Linked DNA regions of Gasterosteus aculeatus: region 2 is linked to region 1. Evidence: chromatin contacts called from public Hi-C data. All regions are on one chromosome and are shown on one strand. The core of a region is the stretch at or near the end of the contact, and the rest is flanking DNA. Distances in the headings are between cores, read along the strand shown.

Region 1 (3,832 bases), core at 800-3,299:
CTACCAGTTACCATAAAGCTGCTAGAAGAGCCTCACTGCAAAAGTCACATGCTCCTGCTCCCTTTGTTTGCAGTGGAAAGCCTCTATCTATCTGTGCAGCAGAGGCACTGAGAAGAGACATGAAGAGGAACACAACTCAAGGATGTCATTCTGTTTGACTGACTGTTCACCTTGTCAGTTGAAAACAATGTTGAAGAAGTCAATAATATGGAAGTTTGATTCAAACATTTAGCTGGTTATAACTATATATATATATATAATAAACTATATATACCTTGTGCTTGAGTGACGGACACCTTTGTAAAGGGAATTAATGAGATAATCTAAAGGGCTTATAGTAGTGAAAGGCATCAATTGTTTATAATATTGTTTTGTTGTATTAAAGATTGTACCCTTTTATTCGTATTGATGCGAAGTCCTTTGTAAAGAAGTCACAAAACTAAACAAATGTTTTAGAATGTAAAGAGTGTTTGATCGTGTACATTTAAATGAACCATTTTCTAAATATAAGTTTGGAAAAGGCAGCATTTCGCTTACAGATGATAATGCATAGTGAAGACATGTTTTTGGATCCCTTATAATAACGATAAGAAGTTCTGCTGAGACTCCAGCCTCCGTCCACAGAGGTGCAGCCCTCTGCAGACATTACGGTAGTCCACCAATAGCCCAGAGAGGAATTCCAGGAATGTTAAAAACTCTGTTTCACGTTGAAACTACATTCAAATGTTCACATCTTCACACTAAATGCTGCTGTTTAACTTCAACAACTAAATGTGAGGATTGATGTACTTTGTATCAAGCTGTAAACGTGATTCAATATATGGCTCCTTCTGTCCTCGCTCAGAACAACAGAGCAGATATACGCTGATCAGTAGTTGGAGCCCTTTATTGATTACCGAAGACTTTTATTCACTTTTTAATAACTGCCCATTTCTGAACTTTTCCTCACGTGAAAAGTTAGGCCGACATCTGCCTAGTAACAGCAATTCCTCCCATTGGTGAAACTCCAGTCTCCTCCCGTTTGTGTGTGTGTGTGTGTGTGTGTGTGTGTGTGTGTGTGTGTGTGCGTGTGTGTGTGTGTGCGTGTGTGTGTGCGTGTGCGTTTGTGTGCGTTTGTGTGTGTGTGTGTGTGTTAGAAAGAGTCTTTAAAACTTTACTATTGGCACTTCAGCCTTACAAAGCAAACTAACCTGACTTCAACACAGTTTGTTACACTGCAGATTTACTTTTGCAATGGTCAGTACACACACACACACACACGCACACACACATACATACACACACACACACTTCTCAAGTCAATTCCTTATATTTTGTGTAGCCCAAAATGGCAAATTACAAATTTGCCCCAGAGGGCCCAGTTAGTATTTAATGAAATCACACATATGAGTTAAATACTAACTGGAGTTCTCATGTACAGATGTTGACTCACAAACCTGTTTTATATGGTCGTGTTGCTGTGGAACTAAATTGTGCAAATGTCGCTTACAGTTGATGTGATGAATTACTAACAGATGTTATCCAGCGTAATACGTTTACCTGCCCCCCCCTTCAGAGCCCCCCACCATGTGGCTTCAAAGTCGGGATGCACCGGTGGTTGAAGCAGCGCTCCTGTGTGAGTCGGACCGCACTATCGTGTCATGTGCTCACCTCATGCTCAGCGCGCGGAGCCGCGGTCGCCCCCTACCGACCCCCCCTCCCCCCCTCACAGCTCCTCTCCGCCGGCGACAGACGTCCCCCAGAGTCGGCCCCGGACCTCCCACCTCCTTCGATAAAACTGTGTGTGTGTGTGGGGGGGGGGGGGTCCCTGCCCTCTCTTTACTTTATATGTACAGAAATTAATAAATACATATACACATAAATATATATATATATGTGTGTATATAATATAATCTCTTCCTCGCGCACTCCATGACAGCCTGCGTGTTCCTTTGATACCCCCCCCCCCTCTCCTAACAACAGCTGACGTCATCCCCACCGCCCCCCCGCCCGTGATGTGCGTGCGTGCGACGCCAGGTTTTGTCTCGCGGAGGGACTCGCTGTGCGCCTCAGTGGGCTCGCGCACACCGGAGCAGCAGCAGAGCTCAGCGGCCGCAGCGCAGCGAGGAGACCGTGACCGTAGATCCGCGGACCGCCGCCGCTCCCTCCCGTAACACAGAGCCCGCGCAGAGGCGTCACCGTGCGACATTACCGGCACCAGTAGCCCGCCATGGAGGACCAGCTGCTGTGCTGCGAGGTGGACTCCATCAGGAGAGCCTACATGGACGTCAACCTGCTCAACGACCGAGTTCTCCACACCATGCTGAAGGCCGAGGAACACTACCTGCCGTCGCCAAACTACTTGAAGTGTGTCCAGAAAGAAATTGTGCCCAAAATGAGGAAAATAGTGGCTACCTGGATGTTAGAGGTTGGTTCTTATTTCACTTGAACTTTCGACTTTAGTGCCCGAGTGCGGCGGCGTCGCGTTAGTTTAAAGGTGGTCGCGGCTCTTCGGCCCAAAGCGTCTTAATTCAGCGCGCACGTTACATAAAGGAGCAGCGTGGATCCGGGAGTGCTGGGTGGTCCTTCGCCCACCACCGCACATATGGACCACGGGCTGCACACGCGTTAGAAGTTACACCTTTCTGTTCGTCGTTGTGTGTTAGGTTACGTTTTCCAGAAGATTCTGAAATGTAATTACACGTGGAAAATATTCCAAAATAACAGCAATGTACACGTATGCAGTCCGGCCCGTGCCAGCATTACGCGCCATCTTTGTTGTCGTATAAGAGAATGATTTTAATGTCATTAAAAATCTATAACGTCGGCAGCAATGACAGTAAGTCGGTTGGAAGGGCCGGAAACGCGCGCGTGTCGCCCTGCGGCCTCACGCGCTCTGCGGCGGCTCCTTCCACTGCGATCGATGGCAAAAGTTTGTTTCGCTTCTCCGAGTCGCTTCGGTCCGCGAAGGTCGCTCGGGGGGAAAAAAGCGTTTACTAAAGCTGCGAAAGTATTAAATGCATTTACACAGTCGGGTTTGATAGAGTGCATGTTTCTTAACATTAACATGAGCTATTGGATTGAAATGTGCGTAGCTTTATATTTTATATTAATTTCTGAAACTGCGCATCGGAGAGCCGACGCGATGTATCGCGTTTGGAATAAACCCAGTCTGACAAATGATTTTTTATTTAATCAATCCGTGGCACATTTCGACCTATTCCAGCGTCATCCGAACAGGCTTTAGCTGAGGATCATTTACATGATAATTATACGCACCCTGGTAATTTTTAACTATTTATAAATATTTTATGAAAAGATGACGAAGTTGAAATTGCAGAGTGAAACTTGCATAGACGCCACCTTGGTGTCTCCGTCAGAAGGGACTGCTGACTAATTCCGCACCGTGTTCAGTGCTGCGAGCCACTTGTAATTAATGCATTTGGATTTTAAATGTTTATGGCTACATGTGCATTGTGTTTGCATTACATCGCGTTTTAGAGCGATAGTTAAACACTGAATTTTAGTACATTAGATGCACAAAATGTTTAATTCCGTTTTTTATTAATTTGCAAATGATTAAACGTAAACAGCTGTACACAAAAGGAGACTTTAGTGGGGGAAAGGACGTCACACTGCATGTGAATGGGGGCATTTTCCTCCAGCAACCTTTAAGTGCTCTTCTCACCTCCTAGGTCTGCGAGGAACAAAAGTGCGAGGAGGAGGTTTTTCCGCTGGCTATGAACTATTTGGACAGATTTTTATCGGTGGAGGCCACCAGGAAAACACGACTACAGCTGCTGGGAGCCACATGCATGTTTCTGGCGTCCAAGATGAAGGAAACCGTGCCCCT
Region 2 (3,870 bases), core at 250-2,749, 67 kb before region 1:
AGCTTCCTCAGGAAGAACAACCTCTGCTGAGCCTTCTTGGTGATGGAGCTGATGTTCAGCTTCCAAAATTCAGCTTAAATATTGACTCTTACTATATGATGGCAGCTTCTTCTCACAAGTTATTCTCATGTATCACAAATGTATCACAAATGTATCTCTATGACTTGGAGTAGAATTATGTTCCTTTTTGAAGTTTTGAACTGATTGCTGATGAACCACCTGTCTATGGTCCGAAGTCCATATTTTAATTGTATTGTCTTCATACAAAAAACAATTGTTAAACAAAGTGTAACTGTGCGCCTCTTTTGTATAATAAATACATGGCGGTTGACTGCAAGCTTCCCCTCAGAGTCAAAAGATATTTGAAGATATTTGACGTGTTCTACTAAATCTTTCTCACGCTAAGGTTAGACATTGTTATACAAACCAAATGTTTTTCCTCCAAGGAAATGTCTTATTGTTCCTTTAAGTTTTTTTTTATATTGTGTCTTAATGCAGCAGAGAATCAGGTTGGCAAATGAAAAAGTATTTATTGAGGAATTAAGACTTGTCTTCATGGGTAAAGACAGAGAGGCGGATACTTTTGCAACCTAATCGACAGCTTTCTCATGTTCCATGTGTATATATATATATACATATAAAGCCAATCAGGAAAAGACTCCGAACAAGGGTGCTAATGCGTAAACACACTCACCGATGGTTAACGTCTCAATCCGCCAAGCAGCCACCAATAGCAGCAGTTATTGATGAATGCAGGTGTTGTGTGTTAGCGGAGTGAACACATACTGTCAGCTAGCAGACGGACTGGGTGGCCTTCAGCCCCGAGACAGGCCAGCAGCCCCCTCTAGGACCTCTGGTATGGGGGGCAGGAGGTGGAGGGGCTCCTGAGTGTGTATATGTGTGTGCGTGTGTGTGAGTCCTTTTGTACATGTGAGTTCCTGTGTGTGTGTATAGAAGATCAAGGGTAACCCTGGACATAGAGGAGGTCAGCAGTGTGACAGCTAGGCTCTCCTAGCGACAGAGCCCAGGAATGTTCTCAGGGCCTGGGCCAGGGGAAGTCGGCTGCCCTGGAACAATCACACAAGAGTTAATATTGGCCCTGCAGGTCAGAGGTTAAATGCCTGTAGGTCACAGGACGGAGGAGGGCTGCATCCAGACACAGGGGAGGGGAACCAAAGACCGGGGCTGCTCTGCAGTGTGTGTGCGTGTGTGTTCCCGCATTATGTCCTGTGTTGTCTTGCCACCCCAGTAGTCTCTATACAACACGACAGAAGACACAGTGATGGATAGAAGAAAACAATATACATCCATTCCTTTTCTGCTTGAACCATCTTTTTACTCACAACTTCAGTCAAGATTTGTGTGGACTCTCAAGAGTTTGTCATTGTTATAGAGGACTGTCATTTATTTGTCAACATCTGTAGTATTATATATGTAGTATAATGTTAGCAATACCAATCAGTCAGTAATTAGAATCAAGACCTCACTTTTGTGAAACTATCCGCTGCTTCTGGGGAATGAAGGAATGGATAAGTCAGAGAAATGGATGAGATTGACTATTGGCTACAGAAGAAGACAAGACTCCAGCAAACCCCCCACCCCCTCCCCCTCCCTTCGCGCCCCCACCCCACCCCCATGGTCGGCTCAGGTTACTGTGGGAGGATGGAATGTATGAATGGACGGCCCTCCATGCACGTGTCTGCGCGAGTACACACAGCCACACACACGGTTCATTCAGAAATATCTGGCAGAGGCTGTCACCTGACCTTGTCCAAACAGAGCAAACCCAGAACGATAGAGCTGTAGACGGGCTACAGAAACGCTTTGAAAAGCCGCTGCACTTATCAACACAACACAGTCCAGATATAAAGCCTTTGCGTGAGTGACCCGGCGGATTAAGCCGGGAGAGGGACAACATTCTTTAGAAAGAAAAACAAACAAGATTCCGCTGAAGCCTTCTGCTCTGCGTGCAGCGCTGCCCTACAGGTAGAAATGATCGACGCATCGATCGACCGCACCTGAAACATGTTAGTCGTATACTCTCATACGAGGGCGGGACTCTCCTTGCTCAACAGAGATGGATGTTTGCTTAAGAAGAGTGAAGAGTGGGGTTTTGTTTATTTTCTCTTTGACTGGAGCAGAAACAACAGTCCACACATACCATGGCGTTACGCACCAATGAATCAAACACATGTGTGTGTGGCGGGGGGGGGGGGGGGGGGGTCCACACCTCTGCTGAAGTATTTACTAAAAGGTGCTCCACCAAATTTAATAAAATAAATACTATTTTTTAGGTCTAAAAAAGACAAAGCCCCCCCGTAACACAGATCAGTTTAGCAGTTGAAGAATATCAATAAACCAAACCCCACATTCAGATGAATTTGCTCTGGGAGAAGCATAATCGGCCGGCCCAATACAGCCGTGTCATTAACATGACATTATTGTCACCTGTCAGTCAGTCACCATGTCACACCATGTCCTTAGTTGAAATATTTAGCTTTCCTCTGTGTAATCCAAGCATCAATATAAATATGCCTTAATCAAAACTCCCACATCCTAAGCAAGATGTTAACCCAGGAATGATATAATGGGGTTTAAAGCTGCATATGCCAAATAATAAATTACCCGTATGGGATTCGGTCATTTGAACCACTACTAATACCTCACCTTCACAGCATGCTACATCAGCACTAAACCCTCAGAGGAGAGGAGAAAAGGAGAAGAGAAGACAGCTGAGGAGAGGAGAGCATGGACGAGAAGACATGACATGAAAAGCAGAGCAAAGGAGGGATGTTCATGTCCTATGCGCCACTAGATCTCCACTCTTTGCTGTTCTGCTCCTAAATGGTGGAAGGAGGTCTCTGAAGACATCAGGACCACAGAGAGCCTTCACATCTTCAGACTAAAGACACACCTCTTCAGACTCTACCTCCACTAACACACTAACTAACTGTAGCACTTACATTGTACTTATAATGGTTCTTATCTACAGCAAGTTGTAGATCGGCTTATTTGATGAAATTGCACTTTCTTGCTCAGTTTGTATCTTTATGGTTGAATGCTCTTATTGTAAGTCGCTTTGAATAAAAGCGTCAGCTAAATGACATGTAATGTAATGTAACGGTATATGTAGTATGTATCACGAATGGGGGACAGGAGACAGCCGTGAGGTGAGTTCAATAGTTTATTGACACGATAATGGAAGCAGACGGAGATATGAGGAATAGGCAGCCAGATGATCAGGATGGAACCAACAGGAGGGTAGTCCGAGTTCCAGGTTACGGACTGGAGGAGAGTCCCTTGGATCAGCCCGTAGGGTTTCAGGAACGTAGCTTGGAGTCTGTGGTGTCCTGTAGAGACGAGACCAGACACTGAGTGTGTGAAGAGGAGCCAGATATAAAGGGAGGTGAACTGATGAGGTGCCGGTGACGATGATTAGAATTCAGGGGACTGTGAACGAGTGGGAGGAGTGAGTGAAGCTGGTGGGATCCTGACAGTATGTATGTCAGCAGACTCCTTTTTCACTCGCTAGTCACGTCATTCCTTCAACACGTCTACTAGTGATGCGAGACTGTGATAGTTTGAAGCTGAGGGCCACTGACCAAGCAGAGCAGAGTAGACTGCAGAGAGAACCTGCTTAACTGAATAATTAGAGCTCAACTATTGTGGTTCAATAATGAGTAAGGATCACATACCTGGGGTATAATAACCATTTGGACTGTCTCTTGTGACCTTATTCTGATGAACAACTTTTGCATGTCTGTCAGTCGTGGATAGGTAATCGCTCCTCTAATACTCCTCCACACGTCTCCAACATGTTTTCCCCTTAACAGGTTTCTGGGGAGTCGTTCATTACCTGAAGCAATGGTC

What was found. A called contact is a pair of places that touch in the nucleus more often than the background predicts.
Region 2: a Hi-C map of whole body shows a contact between it and region 1, with 2.5 times the contacts expected there. The contact joins the enhancer-like site here to the promoter of ccnd1 in region 1. A contact is called at or near these places in 2 of 6 Hi-C or Micro-C datasets (tail fin and whole body).

Annotation. Positions count from the first base shown.
Region 1 is chr12:990,119-993,950 of fGasAcu3.hap1.1, reverse strand. ccnd1 (cyclin D1) reads left to right here and starts at 2,049. Exons shown (of 6, transcript XR_013451557.1): 1 at 2,049-2,407; 2 at 3,675-3,832. LOC144385324 reads right to left here. Exons shown (of 1, transcript XM_078085398.1): 1 at 2,070-3,832.
Region 2 is chr12:1,056,195-1,060,064 of fGasAcu3.hap1.1, reverse strand. No RefSeq gene overlaps it. Among protein-coding and RNA genes, the nearest start is that of LOC144385325, 7.9 kb to the right of the region's middle. Within about 2 kb of position 1,499, at least 5 of the 9 cell types and tissues checked have open chromatin away from gene starts, as enhancers often do.